Linked DNA regions of Mus musculus: region 1 is linked to region 2. A link is a contact called in public promoter capture Hi-C data. All regions are on one chromosome and are shown on one strand. The core of a region is the stretch at or near the end of the contact, and the rest is flanking DNA. Distances in the headings are between cores, read along the strand shown. Region 1 holds the start of Bbs2 (Bardet-Biedl syndrome 2 (human)). Region 2 holds the start of Dnaja2 (DnaJ heat shock protein family (Hsp40) member A2).

Region 1 (4,896 bases), core at 1,954-4,453, 8.5 Mb after region 2:
TATTAGGCTATAAGAAAGGGCAGAATAGGGCTGGAGAGATGGCTCAGTGTTTAAGTGCACTGACTGCTCTTCCAAAGGTCCCGAGTTCAATTCCCAGCAGCCACATGGTGACTCACAACCATCTGTAAAGGGATCTGATGCCCTCTTCTGGTGTGTCTGAAGACAGCTACAGTGTACTCACATACATGAAATAGATAAATCTTTTTAAAAAAGGGGTGGGGACAGAATACAGGTAAAAAGACACAGTCGTGAAACAGAATATGCATATTTCTCCTAGTTTCAATTCCATTAATGTGTGTGTGTGTGTGTGTGTGTGAGAGAGAGAGAGAGAGAGAGAGAGAGAAGGAGAGAGAATAATCTCAACTTTCTATATACTGAATTAGCAAGAACCATTTTTTTACATTCAGAAGAATCCAAGAATCCACCATGTTAATCCTTTGAGGCCATGATGGGACTTGCCTGAGTTCACTGCCCTCAGTGCAGCGGGAACTGGATGGGACTAGTCACTGAATACATTTCTTACAATGACCCAGCTAGAAAAAGTCTTTTTTTGGTTGGATTTTTTGTCATTGTAACCTGAAATTTTTCCTTTTTCACTTCTATTTAGAGCTATATCAGACCATTCTATTACAGTGCTATTTTATATGTAAACTGTACTGCTATGCATAAAGTAAAAATAAAACAAAGGGACTTCTGCTACTGAAGACAATGCTTCAGACTTGAAGCTGAGCTGAGCTGGTGCCTAACAAGAAGCTGCACACCTACTGACTAGCATTCATGATGACACAAAGTCCTCTGCACAATACCAGAGAAGGCAGCCATCAACCTAGCCACAAAACCCGAGATCGACAAAGATGACCTGCCTGCAACAAATGCCAGTGCAACAAACTCAGTGAGAGGCAAACGCTGAGGGAGTAACCCACCTCTGACTGAATTTAAGATGTATTCCACAGGACTCATCACCCACAATTCCCTCTTCTTTCTCTCTCCTCCAGCCAAGCAAGATGCCCCAAGGAAAGAAGGCCAAGGGGAAGAGGGGAAGAAGGTGGCCCCGGGGCCCCTGCCATCATCAAGAAACAGGAAGTCAAAAAGGTGGTCAATCCTTTGAGAAAAGGCCCAACAACTTTGGCATTGGGGAGGAAATCCAGCCCAAAAGAGATCTAACATGCTTAGTCAAATGGCCCAGCTACATCAGGTTGCAGCAGCAAAGAGCCATCCTCTTTGAGTGGCTCAAAGTACCTCCTGCCATTAACCAGTTCACCCAGGCTCTGAACAGGCAGACAGCTACTCAGCTGCTTAAGCTTGCACACAAGCACAGGCCAGAGACAAAGCAAGAGAAGAAGCAAAGGCTACTGGCCCGTGCTGAGAAGAAAGAAAATACCATTACATAGTATTGCATAATTTAAATATATGTATCAGTGTGTGTCTATACCATATACAGTTCATATCCTATTACATATTCTGACATGATATATCATATACATATACACTCTGCTTACTCTCTCAAATGTAAGCTCTAGAGGTGAAATTTCATTTATCGCAGTATCTGCAGAGTTAGGAAAAGTGTCCAGCACATGATTGTACCTCAAATTAGGGGTTAAGGTAACACCAGTGGGATATCGTTGCCTCTTATATTGCAGTACTCCATTCTACGAACATGTATATGCACATATGCATATGTGGATGCGAACTTCTTTTGGATGTTTGTCAGTGCCTGGGATAAGGGCAGCTCAGGAGGCTGAACCCAGGCTGTTGAGTATGTTAGGCAATCGTTCTACCACTGAGTTACATCATCAGCCTTTTTAATATTACTATTTGAATATTCGTGTGTGTGTGTGTGTGTGTGTGTGTGTGTGTGGGTATGTGTGTGTGTCCAGGCTCTATAGCACATGTGAAGGTCAGATGACAACAACTTACAAGAGTCAGATCTCTCTCCATGTTGTGTGTCCCTAGGACAGAACTCAGGTCATCAAACTTAGCAGTGCATGCCTTTATCCAAGTGACAATTGGACAAAGAACTCCCTTCTTCTAAAATTTTAATTTTGAGACAGGGTCTTCCTATGTTGCCCAGGCTAGCTTTGAACTTATGATCCCAATCTCTTGAACAGATAAAATAACAAATGTGTAGCACTACCTCAGGACTGGTAGCGCCTCTTAACTAGTAGCATCACATACCAAGACGAATGTTCAGCATTTTACTTCACCATACCAGTTTATGAAATCATAACCCATTTAAACGAATCCTTATGTTCCTGCTACGGAACCCTAGAAGTAGCATATAAGGTAACATACAACACACATGGCAGTGTCTTGAAAACTCCTTACACAAATGCAATTGTGTACCTGGCATACCTGCTGAGTCTAACAACAAGAATTCAATCTCACTTTCACAATTTCTTTTGTTTGCAAACTGGGTCTAAATCTGAATTTTTTTTTTATCTGTGACCCTGACACCCCTTTCTCAGTATGTGGCTCATAATAACCATTTAATGAACACTTAGGTTATGGGGATAAGATCTGAATGTACGTGATCAAGGACCAAAACTACAATCTGAATTTAACATTGGGTTGTTGTCCCCACCCCACCCGCTTCCTCCACTGTAAAGAGGCAAATATGGAAGAGAATCCTGGAGGCAAGCAGAGGCCCTGGGCATGAATCTGGAGTCAGCAATCGCTGCTACTCCTGGACAAGCGCTCCTTTTTCTTGAGACTTCTTTTCCCTAGGTTCCTGATCTGTCCTCAATACTGTTCAACACTGAGAACCTGGTGATAAAAAACGTCACTGCTACAAAGCTGTTCTTTGAAATCCCACTTTGATGGGACTGGAGCCAAGGACAGCGGCGACCGGTTGCCAGGCAATGCGGGCAGGGGGCGGGGCAGCGTGAGGGGCGGGATCTGGAGGAGGCAGGAGTCCGGGTGGGAGCGGTTACCTTGCCCGCTTGGGTGGCGGCAGCCAAGCACGGGTGAGTCCCGTCGTAGCGCCCTATGGCCACCATGCGGGGGCTGATTTTGTGGCGCAGTTTCAGAGTGAACACAGGCAGCAGCATGATGGCGCCAGCTAGGGGCGGAAGACAGATGCCCGACGCAGGCGCAAGGCAAGCAGCTTGGCCGGCCGGTTGCCTAGCAGCGGATGAGGAGTAGGAGGTAAATACACGCAGGACTGCGGAACGCCACAGGCCCGGCGCCGGAAGCGCAGACTAGAGCGCGATCGGTGTCGCCAACTCTCTCTACGCCTGCGCGGACCCTCCCAGCGGCAGAGCTACGCAAGTCCCAACTAGCTCCTGCGACTGCGCAGTGGCGTCGTGCCTGGTTGGCCTGCGTTCTTTGTCTGTCCTCGGACTGCGGCTGTAAATTAGTGTTAGATGAAGCCTTACCTTGGCGTCTGGGATGGCGGTGTCTAAGCCAGTACCTCCCCAGGATTCTCTGTAGCGTGTCAGCCAAGCTGCACCCCGTACACGCCACACACTATGTCACCCTTTCATTCGTTCAAGAACTAAGGCTTTACGGGGCGGATAGTTAAGTGGGTGAAGACACTTGATACCAACCCTGATGACCCGAGTTGGAAGCAGAAAACCAGCTCCAAGGACATGCACACGCACGATTAAAAAAACAAAACAAAACTAACGTTAAAGTGCTTAGTGTATCCCTTGCTTTAGCTGTTATGCCCAGGCAAACGTCAATAGTAACCCGAAAATAATAATCCCCTCAAGATAAAAGTAAAGAGTATAGTTTATTTAAATAGTTTAGGTGGTAAATATAAAGCAGTAGAGAACGATGCAAAGTTGAGGGACATGGGAAGGGAAAGAGTACTTCTCTCCCAAGTCCAGTTAAGGCGCTCCACCAGCTGAGTCAAGATTTTCAGGACAATTAGCATTTGTACAAAGTTGCTCAGCTAGAGACAACATGCCCTTTATATGAAAAGACTTTCAACTAAGAATGTTGAAAAAGCACTGAATCCTGCTTAAGTACTAAACGGACATGGCCTTTCTCCTTTGCCAGCTGTAAATCTGTAATTTGCTAGGGACCTCACAAGAAACCCTACTTAAATAAATGATGTGACTTAACTCTTTACATCCTTGTGACAAGTCGGTTCATCTTAGCAAATTGCAAACTCTACTCAAAGCACCGGTGAAGTCACCTTATAAACGTATTCATCAAAAAGAAGGGAAAGAAAGAAGAGTAAATGTGCGGGGGGGGGGGGGGGGGGGGGGGGGGGGGGGGGAGTAGAAGAAAGGAACTAGCAGGTGAGAAGGATCAGCCAGCCATAGTATGCATGAAAATGTCATAAAAGACCTGCTACTTTGTAAGCTAATTTTCAAAGTAAAACAAAAGAGAGAAAGAAGATGGGAGTGGGGTGGAATTCCTAACAGCCCATTGAGATATAACTAGAGCTACTAAGCAGTCTATGTAGCTGATAAGATACTAAGTGAGTCGTTCCCTCTTGAAACCCACATCCAAGCTTTTGGCTATGTATTATTCTATCCCTTAGCACCTATCCTCTCTTTTAAACTCCTTCCCAGCCCCTCCCCGTTATGCTTATATTATAGTATAGCATATTACATTACATTAATTATGTATGGTATATGGTGTGTGTGTGTGTGTGTGTGTGTGTGTGTGTGTAAAACAATACCATGTGTTCTAGGGACCAAACTCATGTCATCAGCCATGTTGTTTTTAACCTGCTGAGCCATCTTGGTGACCAAAATCTCAGGAAACTTCAACTGCTTCAAACTGTCTGGTCCTGGAATTCTTTGCTGCAGTGAAACCAAGAATCCTGTTGTCACTTGGATGGAGGTCTCAGAAAGGAGTGCCCAGTGCTTGGGCTGCTGCAGGTGGCAGAGTGGAGCTGTATCTCTGGCACACACCTCACTGCTGGTGGCAACAGGTAACCTTATT
Region 2 (5,561 bases), core at 2,071-4,570:
GGCACTTGTGTAGTGTACAGACATACACACATGCAAGCAAAACACTTATATAAATAAGACCAAATAGATACATCTAAACAAACAGAAAACTAGACCAGTAAGATAGCTGTGGATTACCACCAAACCTGCCTCCGAGTTCAATCCCCTGGAACCCACATGGTAAAAGAACCAACTCAACCAATTCTACAATTTGTTCTGACCTTCATGTCTGCAGGGTAGCAAGCACTAGCCCCCATCTCCCTAATAACAAAAACTGTCATTGAAATACTTTAAACAAACAACTAAGAGTCAGGCATGATCATACACAGCAGCGATCCCTGCACGTTTGAGGTGGAGGCAGGATACCAGGAATTCATAACCAGCTTCATGAGACCTTGTCTTAAAAACTCCAGGCAGGGTTCGCTCTCCCCACCTCAATTCAGTCTCTTGCATTTGTTATTAAAAACATTTTTAGTGAAATAATTGTAAAATATAGTGAAATGGCTATTTTCAGATTGTAGAGGAGCTGTGGAGTCTTAATTCAAAATCAAAGTCCACACCGCTTATATGCTGACAGTTATACCAGGCTAGAAGCCAGTTAGCTCCATGGAAACCAATTTAGGAGAGTTAGCATTGAGGATCAAGTAACGAGGAACACTGCCATGTAAATAATCGAAACAAACAACCATTCTTTTGACTTAAACTACTTCAAAGAATACCCACATTTGAAAATTTCAAACAGGCAACCTCAACAGCATGTGAAAAAAAAAATCTCAGGAAAAATCAACTATTCTTTAAGATCTTGGTTGTTTTGAGACAGGCTTCTATGTATCCCAGGTTGGCCTCAAACTAGCTATTCAGTTGAGTATTTATGACCTTGAAGCCTGATCCTCTTGCCCCTACCTCTCCAGTGTTGTAATTATAGGTAAAGACCACCCAATCTGGCTTACGTCCAGAATTTTGTGTCTGTGAGTTAAGCACTTTATCAACTGACCTGTATTTCTAGAGCACCCTTCCACCCTTTTAAGGCCTGAAGCAAAATACATCTAATTAATGTCACTTAATAAGAACACATTTTAAAGTAAGAACTTTGAAACAAAGGACAAAATATTCTGTAGTCACCCTCTAAGGAACACCGTTTGGAGAAGCATTTTTAAAGAGACTCACTTTAGTGGATGCATCATGTCCTCGCCTCTTCTTCTGCCATTTCGACTTCTACTCTGATTGCCCATAAAGCCAAACAATCCTCCACCAAAAATATGTGAGAAGATATCATCCATGCCACCGCCTCCGCCGCTGCCTTCCCGTAGGCCTTGTTCTCCATATCTGTCATACAGCTCTCGCTTCTCTGGATTTGACAATACTTCATATGCAAAACTTATTTCTTTAAACTATAAAGTAAAAGTAAAAAAATTGGATTTTTTAGTGTAAGGATGTGAGAAAGACTTCAGAAATTCAGAAGCCACTTAACTTCAATAAAAAGCCTTGAGTTTCAGTTGGTTTCCTTTTGGTCCTCTTCATCACCTACTGCTAAATATCTTAGAATTCTCGTTGTAAAACTATAGTCCTCTGACCGTTATCACCATCACTATTATATATGCATATGAGTGTGGGAGTATGTATGGGGGTCAGAGGACAACTTTCTATCCTTCCATTGTGGATTAAGCTCAGGTAGTCAGGCTTATATGGTAGCAAGACTTGGAACACAGAGCTATCTCAATAGCTATAATTTTTCTTATCTTTGAAGAATATTACAAGCAATAGGTTTTACTAAGGTCATTTTCAAGTAAATTAAAATAACAGCGAAAAATTCACTCTGTAGGCATAAATGGACTTTCCTTTCTGGGAGGGTGATATATTTTAAGTTTCAGTTTAAGAATAAAACTCAATGACTTACTTTGTCTCCAGCATTTGGATTCTTATCAGGGTGGTATTCTTTGGCTAACTTTCGGTATGCCTTCAAAAAAGATTTTGGATAAGAGTTATACACAGCAAACAATTTAAGATATTCACTTTTCTGAGAAGCAATGTTCTAAAGTTACAGCCTTCCAAAAAATGTCACTTATTATTTAACGTTTTCCACTTCAATAGTATTTACTAATAATATACCCAAAGTTACTGAAGAAAAATACAAATAAAACAACAAAGAAGATACTGAAACATTTTTTCTTTCTTTTTTTACAAACTATTATCAAATGTCTTTGATGGCCAGTAGCCAGACCAAGGAGACCACAATAACCAAACAAATTTTAGATTGAGTGACTACGTTTTACAGAAACTCAAGCACTACTACAAATTAAGCATAGGATACTTCTACCAAGTATCTCTCCCCATGCTGGCTGGCTCCTCTGCCTGCCCTCTAACAGGACACCCAGGAGGTCCTAAGTGATGTTTTACTCGCACACGGTCGGCTAACTGGGGTCTTAGGTGGTGGTGAAACTACATACTTTCAATTAAGCGATGTGGTTAAGCACCATGTAAGTCCTCACACAGACTCATGAATTATATAACACAGCCTACCATTTCCGGTAGGGTAACAGGAAGTCTTTTTCTTTGGACTTTACCAGTCCCAGTACTTACGGGACATTCTTATTTTTCTCAGTTTACAAATGCGGATTGGATCCCGACAGCCAGAGAAGATGCTGACTTTATTAATACCCCAAGTCCCGAGATGATTTGGAACTACTACAAAGGACAACAATAAGACGTGTCTTATTTTTAGGGAGTGCACGCTCAGGTGTTTGGCTGGGGCACACGACTCATCCCCGAAGCGGCCACGGGGTATTTAGATCTCCAGCCCACAGAACAATGCTTCCAAACAGACCCACGCCGCTCCAGCTGCCGGGCGAGCGAGGCTGAGGGAGGAGCCTGCTCAGCGCCGGGGGCTGCGGCCCTCAGCCCCACACCGGCGCCGGCGGTCAGCTCCTCCCCGGCCCGGCGGCGCGAGCACCGCGGTCCGACCTGTTTTTCCGGGTGGCCCCGGGCGCCGAGCTGGCGGGCCGCGTCTGCGCAGGGCCGGGCGGGCGGAGGCCCAAGGTCAGCCGAGCCGACTGCGCCCCCGCCGCCGCCGCGCCTCAGCCCGGCTCAGGCCGCCCAGACCGCGCAGGCCCCGCGCCCTCGCCCCGCCCGCCGGCCGGCTCGCTCCAGTACCTTCTTCAGCTCGTTCTCGCTAGCGCCGGGAGGGACGCCCAGGATGTCGTACAGCTTCGTGTCGGCCACGTTCGCCATGGCGGCCTGCCGGGCAGCACTCGCAAGCAGGCGGCGGAGCGGAAGGAGCGCGACCCGGACCACGAGCGGCGGCGGCGCAGGCCGAGGAGACGGCGCGGGGAGGCAGGCGGGGCTGAACTTTGACCCGGCGCAGCGCCATGACGTCGCCACAAGGCCCCGCCTCCGGGGCCGGGCGGGGCGGGGTTGGGCGGTGGGCGCCCGAGAGCGGCTGGTGGGGCCCTTTCCTGTCGCCGCTCCGTGACGCGCGAGCGACCGCGGAGTGGAGGGGAGCGGTGTGCGGCGTTCATAAAGAACTCTCGGTGCGGCTGAGGCCTGAGGGAAAGAAGCCGGCGTGGAATCCTCACGGGGTGGTCCCCCCGGGGCCACGGTGAAAAACAGCACGTGGGTGTGAGTGTGTGAGGTTCCCAAATAGCGAGTTACGCCCGTGATGTGATTTCATCAACACCTTCACTAACTCATTTCATCTCCTTAACTTCCCCCTCAGCACCTCTGCGTAGGGGAAACAATTTCATTCATAAATACTCAGATTTATACCTAGCAGACGAGGTTTTAAAGGCATAGCCATCCTGTCACATCGGAGGAAAGGACAAATCTTTTTTACACATTCCCAGTTGGTTTCGGGGCATCCAGATAAACCAAAGTCACCCTGTTCCACCGGGATCATGTGTTCAAGTGTCTCACTTGACAGCTTTAAAATTAGCTAACGCCAAAGGTTTGGTTGGCATAAGACAGTATGGCAGCGTGCCGGCACTTGGTGGCTGTCAGTCGAGTTTCGTTTTGCTTTAGCTTGAAAGATTTCTGTGCTTTACCACATTCCAGAATGTATAGCTTGCCTTCCAACTGGTTTTCCGATAGTAAAACACTTCTGGTCAGTTGAAAACCTGAACTGGGAAACAATTGCTCATTGGCCATAAGTCTGTCAGTGGAGGTGATACACCTTTCTTGTTATTCTTCTTGACCGAGTTTTGGAGGTCCTTCACTGCCGTGCTAAGACTTCTGAAATTTAACCTGAACGCTCAGAAGAGTCTCATGAGAAGTTAGATGCTCCTTCTGCTATTCAAAATGCCCCTTAACCTGTAGTGTTTTCCTTAATTCATAACCTGGTGAACCTTCCTGTCTTATTTGATGTTCGTTTTCCTGATAAGTATGATTTATGACATGAATGCTGTTCTCACATGTGAGTCAAAATTCTTTAATAGAATATAGCTTATCTATCTGGTTTCCAGGACTTATTTGGAGGTTTCTAGCAGGGGACCACAGCTATTTTATACCCTTTTGCCAAAGATTAGCCTCTCTTCTTGATCAAATACCCAGTTTCAGGAAGGGACATACAAAGAAGAAGAGGGAACACTCACCCACACACCCAGATCAGCCAAAATAACCCTGGGGCAGATGTTGAAGTCAGATCATCCTTCTTCTGACTTTGAATTTTACAAAGACCCCTAATCATTCAAGAGTGTAAGTCCTGAAATTAGATTGTATAAGCTGGGAGCTTGGCTCTGCCTTCTTTTAACAGTAAGCTTGGCTCTGCAATGTATTTTCTGAGGTTACTTCCTCAGTGCAAGATGCTATTTATTTTTAATGGTATTTATGGTCTGGGGATGAGGCTTAGCTGGTAGAATGCTTGAGTAGAATACACTAAGGCCCTGGGTTCAGCCTCTAGAAAAAAGAGAAGAAAAGATAGAAAAAAACAAAGGGGGAACTTTGATTCAACTACTCTAATTTTTTATTTAGGCTGCTCTTTGGCTTTGTAATAAATCAATGAATGAATTGGCTTTTTGAGGCCCTGATTCAATCCCCATAACTGCAGAAATGCATTGTGGCAGCTCACACCTGTAATCCCAGTGCCTGGGATGTGGAGACAGAATAGGAGTAAAAGCAATGGTGTGTTAGCTTTATTGTTGGCCTACTTACCTACAGGCTTTTTATACTACCTTTATTCATTGGATAGCTGGCTTCCCTGAACGTCCTCAGTTCCTCTCTTCTGGGATTAATGCTCCTCAGTAGCTTCGCATGGTCTTACATGTTTGATAATTAGTTCCATTTCTCTATCCCCTTTTCAGTCAGTTTCTGCTGCACAGGAAAGGAAGTACCCTGTGTAGTTACTTTTTGTATCTTGTTTCTGTCCATGAACTGTTGAAAAGAGCAGGATTCCCCTGTTGGTCTCACTTTCAGTTTAGTTTTTTTTTTTTTCTTTTTGTTTTCTTGTAAGGGGGAAAAAAATCTCCACTTGATTAAGTTTTAGCTTGTGATATCCTGGAAATTCCCTCAGCCCTGTTATTTTACTTATTACTTGCCTTTAAACTATTTTTGTATTTATTTATTTATAATATTTTGTTCATTTCTGAATTGTA

The links. Promoter capture Hi-C pulls out the DNA fragments that hold promoters and counts their contacts.
Region 1: a contact with region 2 is called in a promoter capture Hi-C map of pre-B cells. The contact joins the promoter of Bbs2 here to the promoter of Dnaja2 in region 2. A contact is called at or near these places in 1 of 39 promoter capture datasets (pre-B cells) and 1 of 484 Hi-C or Micro-C datasets (CD4 T cells).

What each region holds. Positions count from the first base shown.
Region 1 is chr8:94,095,306-94,100,201 of GRCm38.p6, forward strand. It overlaps Bbs2 (Bardet-Biedl syndrome 2 (human)), which reads right to left and starts at 3,204. Exons shown (of 17, transcript NM_026116.3): 1 at 2,931-3,204. The coding sequence starts at 3,047. It overlaps Gm39226 (a long non-coding RNA gene), which reads left to right and starts at 4,237. Exons shown (of 2, transcript XR_879106.1): 1 at 4,237-4,885.
Region 2 is chr8:85,552,041-85,557,601 of GRCm38.p6, forward strand. Dnaja2 (DnaJ heat shock protein family (Hsp40) member A2) reads right to left here and starts at 3,321. Exons shown (of 9, transcript NM_019794.5): 1 at 3,130-3,321; 2 at 1,877-1,936; 3 at 1,147-1,370. The coding sequence starts at 3,207.